2 separate regions of the Rattus norvegicus genome follow, and region 1 is linked to region 2. A link is a contact called in public Hi-C data. All regions are on one chromosome and are shown on one strand. Each heading gives the region's core, a stretch centred on a gene start, on an enhancer-like site or on the middle of the called end of the contact. The rest is flanking DNA. Distances are from core to core; before and after follow the strand shown. Region 1 overlaps Ankrd55 (ankyrin repeat domain 55). Region 2 holds the start of Ankrd55 (ankyrin repeat domain 55).

Region 1 (4,208 bases), core at 966-3,465, 51 kb before region 2:
AATCGTCCTTCCTTCTTTTGGGGTTGACTGTTCTGAGAGGGGAGAGGCCTAGCAGGCTCTGCTCTAGAGAGACAGGAAAGAACAAGAATGCCAGGCGAGGCCAGGAAATGGGGGGAAAGAACGATATGACACCCCCAAGCCCATCCACCTGCTTCATCAGCTAGTCTAGGCTCAGGCACAGATGCCCATGGTCTTCAAGTCAAGGTTTCGCACAAGCACTCCATTTTACACTAACTCCTCACAGAGAAGGCACCTCAGTACTCCACCGCCCTCTCTCCCCTCTCTCTTCTCTCTCTCCTCTCCTCTCTCTCTGAGATGGGGACTCCACATAAGGTAGCTTCAGGCTCCTGAGTACTGTGCTTATGGGCATGTGCTACCCACATCTCTCAGGGGCTGGGTTTACCCCCTCCCCTCCATTTTGTTGGCTTTTTTTTTTTGACCGCGTTATATGTGTATGTAATGTGGTGCTTGAAAGCATGGGAGGGACTTCGGTTATTTCACTCCAACTCCACTCTCTCCCCCTTCTTTGCCTCCCCTCCCCTCTCTCTTTTCCCCCTCCTTTCTCCTCTCCCTACATGTGAAGACTCGAGGTTGATGTTGTGTATCTTCCTCTGTGTCTGTCAGCCTTGCCTATTTATTTAATCTTTGACACTTATAATTGCGTATGTGAATAAGAGTTGTCTGAGAGAAGCTGCACTCCCCATCACTCCCCTCCAGGGGGTTGCAATGTTACAAGTCCAGAACTGAATTATCTCAGGGCCTTTTTAACCCAGCCAACGGCTGCTCTCCTCTGCTGGTGACCACCAGGTCAATCTTAAGGTATGAGCAACCAGCCAACAGACTGAGAACGTCATGTCAGAAAGTACCTGAGGCCAGTATCAGAAACTCCCCTGCTCTCTTTGCCAAGGTGCCTTGATTTGCAACTTTGTCTTTGTTCTGGTTCTATGAAAACTTCATCTTGGAGCCTAGACTTTGAGGCAAGCTAAATCTGTTTCCAGGCCGTGGTCACTGACACGTCGCTCCAGAATACCCCATCTCTGATCCCTTCTGAGGCGAGGGTTGTGTTTTTATGCTGACATCTGTGTGGATGATTCGTGTAAGTGTGGGTGCTTGCATGCCAGGGCATATGTCTGCGGAGGTCAGAGGACAGCTCTGTGAATCTGGTTCTCTCCTTTGACCTTTGCGTGGGCTTCAAGGATAGAACCATAGTGCAAACGTGCACAGCAAGCCTCTCTACCCGCCGAGCCATGTCTCTGGCCCAACTTTAGTTATTAATTAACTAATTAATTCAGGGCCTCTCACAGAATCTGAAGCTTGCTTATTCAGCTAGATTGGTCGGCCAGCAAACCACAGACACTTTGTCTCCATTTCTCCAGCACTGGGATTACCACTGTGAGCTACTATGCCTGGCTTTTTACATGGTTGCTGGGGGAATCAAACTTAGGTCTTCTTATTTGTTACACAAGCATTTACTGACTGAAGCATCTCCTCAGCCTCTAGAGCTTAATTCTTTTAATTAACTCGTGGCAATCTGTTTTCAACCGTCAATTGATTAAGCTGAAAATAGTCAACAGTAGCATATGTGTTAGAGATGAAGTGTACGTGTGATACCCAAAGTTAACCTGTGAGTTCCCCTTGCCCAAGGACCATGTAACCTCTTGGAATGTTGGGAGTTGTAGTTCTTGGAATATAACAACTGTCTCCTGCAGGGGACTATAGGTTTTATAAATCTCTGTGAGACTTGTTTCACAGCCACTCAGCTGGAAGTTCCAGGGAGTGGTTCTGACCAAAAGTCCATCTTTTGGTCAGTATTTAATATTTAATAGAGCTTGCTTCAAACTTGGCCCAAAATGGTGGAATTGGTTTTTCTCTGGCAAATCTCAGGATGAGCATAAGGTGTGAGTTCAGGTCTCGCCTGGCGGAAGAAGGCAGGAAGCCTGCGGCTCTCTGCTTCTGAGTGAGAGTTCCCAGGACAGCGGCATTGGCAGTACTGAGTCTCGCCTGTTTCATGCTATTTGTTTGTCACATTGAAAAATCCCCCTAAATATGGTTATGAAAAATACTCTACTAAAGGAAACAGGCAGAGCAGACCTAGAGTTTGAGCTCCGGGGGAAGAGGAAGTTGTGTGTGCCAGAGGTTGGGCGTGGCAGATGTGAGCAATGCTCAACTCAGAGCAAACTCAAAAATGTGGAGAGGGTAGCGCAGCTGTTTGGTGGCTGGCTCAAGCTGAGTTTCCCCGAGGCGGCGTTCTGCTTTAGTCCTTTGGAAAGTCTGTGCTGTTCTCTTGTGAGGCCACAATCAAGCCAATGCTTTCTGCCATGGGGATCAACCCTGAAACTGGACCCACAGGCAGCTGCCGAGAGGGAGATCCAATACCGCTCCTCAGAGCGAGATGCTGTAGTCTGTTTGAAAAACACCAGCGCTAAATTTGAATGCATACAATGGATATTTTCTCACTACGAATGCACGCACACGCACACATACACAGCCATTTCTACTTTTCCATTGTTTTGGTTCTTTTTTTTTTTTTTTTTCCGGAGCTGGGGACCGAACCCAGGGCCTTGCGCTTCCTAGGTAAGCGCTCCACCACTGAGCTAAATCCCCAGCCCCAACTTTTCCATTGTTAATAAATTTTTTTTTATCTCCCTTTCACCGTGGAAGTCACATGGTCAAATGAATAGCCACGTAGCAGAATATAGGAACGATGAAACAGCACATGGAATTCTAGAAATACTTAGTGGACATGGCTAAGACACAGGCTTTCCACAGTGTGCATCTTACTAGTGGTGTCCTATAAGCAGCTAAGAAAAGGGAAAAGCTGACTAAATTTTGTATCTATTGTCTTCCTTTTTTTTTTCATAACAGTTTCTGGACTAATGCAGTGATATTTTGCTGCTTCTGGACTTACAGATAAAATAACTTTTTAGTACGCTTTAAACACGCACTCTACTTGGTTTGGAATTGGGAAAGTTTGACTTTATTCATTTTTATTTTAATTTTATATTTTATTTATTACTATTATTTTTTTGTTTTTTTGAGCCCGCTGCCCACTGAATATTCCTTTGAGGCAGCTGTGCACGAGCTTGATCAGCCTCATCCTATAGCGAGGACAGCACCTAACACACTCTGTGCTGAACCTGAATTTTGTCCGTGGACAGTAACCCAGTAGATCTGACGGCAGTATGTGGCCATGAAGTTTGATCTCCTCCCCTCCACACACACAGTAGGATTCAGAATTCTGATGTTGCACAGATTTGCATGAAACAAAGCCCAGAGGGGCAGGAACCTGTAGACTGAATGGTAATTGGTAAATGGTAATGGTAGTTGACAAGAGGAGGGAAAATGTTGGTGGCATTAATTTCTCTCTTTATTGGTATTGGGCTTTGATCAGATGAAACTTTCGTAGCACAGTGCAAGCTTCAATCAAAGTTGGTTTAATTGCCAAAAGTGTAATTAATATGCCAAGAACTTAAAACAGTGCTGCTCTTACTAGTTTTCTTTGCTATGGAAAATAGCAACATTAAATGAAATTAAAAGGTATTTATTTATTCATTTATGGATGGTGTCTCCTTAAGTAAACAGCTCAAACTGGCCCCAAACTCACGGTTCTCCTGGATTACAGCTCCAATATTGTTTTAATTAAAATGTGGGTTTTTTTCATTCTAACATGTAGCAATCAGAAATGTATCATTACTGAAACAAATAGCAAAACAAGTGTTTTATTAAAATTCACTCAGATAAATATTTTGACGCCGTAATGGCAATAGATATAACTCAGACTTTAAAAGCTCTTTGGCATCTCCAGAAAGTTTCGAGAGTGTAAGATAATTGTGGAAAGAGTGATTTAGGCAAAAGCAGGAAGAAAGGGAGAGGAAGGGGTGGTTTAAGTTCTCTGGCCCATAGCTGAAGGATTGGAGCTGGTTGTTACTGTCTTCATGTTCCACACAATGGGGACCTCTTGATTAACTGGATAATTAATAATGCAACTTATGCAATCCTCATACTATTGAATTACTGCACCAGCTAGATGGCTCAGTGGATTAAAATGTCTGTCACCAAGCCTGAGGATGTGAGTTTCAGCTTTGGAACTCACATACTGGAAGCTATCCTCTGGCCTCTCTCTCTCTCTCTCTCTCACACACACACACACACACACACACACACACACACACACACACGCACAAATCAAATATTATTGCTGGGTTTAC
Region 2 (3,792 bases), core at 1,036-3,535:
AAGCAAGTAAGTAAGTAAATAAATAAATAATAGTAGAACTCAATAATACCATCTAGGGCTGAAGGGAGTTTCCTTTAGGAATTTTTAAATTATGAATTTAATTTCCTAAATAGTTATAGTAATATTTAATTTGTTTCATAATAGAGCTGTTAACAACCATTAATTATATATATTCCTGGTGTCCACTGTGATATTTTCATGTAGGTACTAACAGAATCTAACTTCCTCTCTTCCTCCTAGTTTATTTTATTTTGAGCGATTAATTCATTTAATCTAAATTGTCAAATTTATGTGTGACGTTGTTTGCAGCACTTCTGTAGGATCTGTAGTGGTGTCCTTGGGCTTGTTCCCAAGAGTGGAAATCTGCATCTCCTTCAGTCAGTTTTTCTTGTCAGTGTCACTACAAGTTGTTCCTTGTTTCTTTGAAGTTGTTCCTGGTTTCTTTGTTTCTTTTTTTCACTATTGCTTTTGTCAATCTCATCTTTTCTTGTTTCCTCTCCCCACCTCTGTGCGTTTTGAGATATTTCACTCTTCTTCCTCTAAGCTTCTGAAGCAAGAACTCATACAGATGGCGGAGGTGTTGGACCAACGGTGGAAGTGTTCCCTCTTGTGAAGCCATGCAGTTGTGTAGAGTCTCTTCCTATCAGTGCTTTCCTGTGATCGGTCTTGGCATTTTGCCTAGAGAATGCAGGTTTTCAGTGGCTTTTCTTTTGTCCATGTCTGTTGGCATTCTGTGTTGCCATCTCCTTCAGCCTCAACCCTGGGATATACAAGGCAAAAGGACAATCCAGAGAACTCACCACCATGCCCTTCCCTGGATCTCAGGACTTGGCCCTTCTCTTGGTTTCCAAAGTTATTTTAGTTATCCTATCCATAGTTCTTAGTTGTATTTGGAAAGAATGGAGGTGAAAATGCAACCATGACAACGATGATGTGTGTGCACGCGCACATGAGCATTGTGACACACACACACACACACACACACACACACACACACACACACATCCTTACTTGGCCATTCCTACAAAAATACTGGAAACAACCCACTCCATAATAATATGTGAAACATAATAGGTGACTAGTAGGTGAAAGATGATGAAGTTCTGTGTCCAATGTCATGCTGAGAGGTGCCAAGGGATTCTACAGAGCCACAGGCAAGATGCCTGCAATATCCTGTGGTCAGTCAAAAAGAATTTCATTAGTATGGCTCATCTCAAAAGACAATCTCTGAAAGAGTAATGCATCTCATCCCAGGTTTTTTAAAAAAAATGCACAAACAGCTTACCTTCACTGTCACAACATTCTAGGATGGACGGATCCTCCCGGATCACGGCAGTCAGAGAGTTGACATCTCCATTCGATGCTGCCTGATACACCATTGTCAGGTCGACTTCTTCAGATGAGTCACCTACACAAACCAGATACTCTGTTAGTGTGCAAAGTGAGTTCACTCAAAGGATACCACAGACCAGATTGTCACCCACACAAGTGAGTCACTAAACCTTCCTCTCCAGTGAATCCAGGCAGAGGCGGGGTCAGCTTAGTCATATACTCTCTTCTGAAGGGACACTTCTGAAGAAAAGTGGGCCACTCTAGGTCATTCGCACACTACCACATGTTGGCAAGGAGCCTTGGGATTGACGTGTTATGACTCTTTAGGCATTGAGGTTTCCCAAAATCAGAGAGACCAGTAAGGGAAGAGGGCCATCTTCTTCATTTCAATCTATTCTTCAAGATCTGAAGCATACTATGTTTTCTCTTTTGTTTGTTTCTGTTTAGAGCCACGGTCCTGTGTAGCCCAGGTTGGCCTTAATTTTCTATGTAGCTGAGGCTGACCTTGGATTTCTGATTCTCTTACACCCACCCCTGAGAGTTGGCATTTGCAGACGTGGGCTGCTATGCCTGGTTTTGTGCAATTGTTGGAAATTGAAAACATGTGCTCTCTAGGTAAGCCCTCTACCAACTGAACTACATCCATGGACATATTACCGGTCTTCTTAGTACCTCACTTTGTCCATCTTTGGGAGAAGCATTATGGTCATTCCTCTCTCTCTTCCAAAGATGTTCGTACCTTGATCTTAGCTCACTATCTATCTCCAGATGCCCTTATCCTGTTGCTTCACATGGGAGGCCCTGGAGACTGGGAAGGGAGAAGATGGGGCTCTCCTCCCTTGCTGAGCATCTAGCAGTAGCTGCCTCCTTCCTACCAGGAGCTTTCCCTATGCAGAACTAGCTCTCACGTGGCCCCCTCACAACCTGCCCACCACTGCTGTCCAACTGTAAGTTGAGCAATAGCTTTTTGTTGGTGTTCATCTGTAGCACTGCTATTTGCATCTTGTGCCTCGTTTTGCATATTTTCCCTTCCATTAAAGCCATTTTCAATCACCTGGGTTTGTATAGATGCTATTTCTAGAAGAACCTAGGTTGTACAAAACAAACTGCTTTGAATGAGGGAGCCAACTGTTTACTCTGCCTTTGTGAAGAATTGATCCAACAATGTTACTGCCAAGGATGACCACAGACTGCAGTCAGGTGACTCCCAGAATTCGCAGAGAAGCAAGCTCTCCTGTGGAGATGCCTTGAGACAGGCTATGCCGAGCCCCTCTATCAGTGACACCCGTGCTTGTTTTCTCCGAGTGTAACTGATGTTCAGAGAAAGAATATCTCAACGGTTTTAAAGTTGTGTTTTTCTTCTCCTGTGGACAATAGGGCCATTGGCCTTTTGGTTCTTTGAACTTTAGCTGGCACGCATCCTAGAGTTTTGTTTTGGTTTCTCTGTCCCCGTGTTTCTGAGAAACCATTAATGATTTTTAACCAGCTAGCCAGTCCAATGCAAGGACCGCTTACTTACAACAGCATCGTTTTGTAAAGTGGGCCACTGCTTTCTAACTCCTCCACATTTGGTTTTGTGTTTCATATTTTGAAGCAGCCTCTCCTGTCATTTGTGCGACAGGTGAAGGGTCAGATACCTTAGGTACAAGCCAGGCTTGTGCTAACTGGCTATGTGGAAGTTTGGACCAGGCACCCTCACCTGGCTTAGCTTCCTTACTTGTAATGTGGAGATCTTGACAACACTGACAACTGTCTCCCTTGGGTGGAGTGACACTGTGGTAATACTAATCCTGTGTGCTTAATAGCAGCCTGGCATTTAGTAAGCATTTTTTAGTACCTGCTATTTATACTGCCCCACTCAAAAACTTTTAGCTTATTTAGACAGTATTACATGTCTGAGGTATATGTTTAAAATGGGGCTCTTGTTGAAGGCTATGAAAGAAGCCATATATTGTTTAGATTTTGTTACAAATCTTCCCATAACTCATGCAGGACGGTGTCATTATGCAGCAAGGCAGGTCCAGGATAAAGTGAAGCCTAACACTGGATGAGAAGGAAGGTTAGGTGGGGGGGGGCAATCTAGGAGGGAGAGAGGAGGAGGAGGAGAAGCAGGAGAATCAAGATGGGGACGACAGAGCAGGATGATCCACGTGGACTAGGTCATTTTATCTTGTCTAGGTAGGCGGTTTCTATCTTTACTAACTGGCAGTGAATTTATTGTGGGCATGTATTGTGGATTGAGAATTTAACAGATAAATCTGATTGATAAATTACAAGTTTCTAGAACTTTGATTTTACAGGGGACATGAGCAAAGTCCCCAGCGGGCAGAGAGACAGCCCGGAGAGGCTGGCAATAGACTCCTCCAGGATAGCGTGGCATGGTGCCACAATAGAATGGCCCATGGGACTCGATGTGTGTGTCAGGCCTGGTAACAACCCCGCCAAGGGGACAATGTGAGA

Evidence for each region. Hi-C and Micro-C count contacts between places; a contact is called where the count stands out from the background.
Region 1: a Hi-C map of the Rat2 cell line shows a contact between it and region 2, with 2.1 times the contacts expected there. The contact joins the enhancer-like site here to the promoter of Ankrd55 in region 2. A contact is called at or near these places in 5 of 12 Hi-C or Micro-C datasets (the A7r5 cell line, the Rat2 cell line, liver and 1 more).

What each region holds. Positions count from the first base shown.
Region 1 is chr2:45,696,983-45,701,190 of GRCr8, reverse strand. It overlaps Ankrd55 (ankyrin repeat domain 55), which reads right to left. Exons shown (of 10, transcript NM_001270039.1): 8 at 1-63. Among named protein-coding and RNA genes, the nearest start is that of Ankrd55, 51 kb to the right of the region's middle. Within about 2 kb of position 2,215, at least 6 of the 93 cell types and tissues checked have an H3K27ac peak or open chromatin away from gene starts, as enhancers often do. A contact at or near this core is called in liver, where this site is marked.
Region 2 is chr2:45,646,279-45,650,070 of GRCr8, reverse strand. It overlaps Ankrd55 (ankyrin repeat domain 55), which reads right to left and starts at 2,285. Exons shown (of 10, transcript NM_001270039.1): 1 at 1,286-2,285. The coding sequence starts at 1,379. LOC103691456 (a long non-coding RNA gene) reads left to right here. Exons shown (of 6, transcript XR_010064083.1): 3 at 1-6.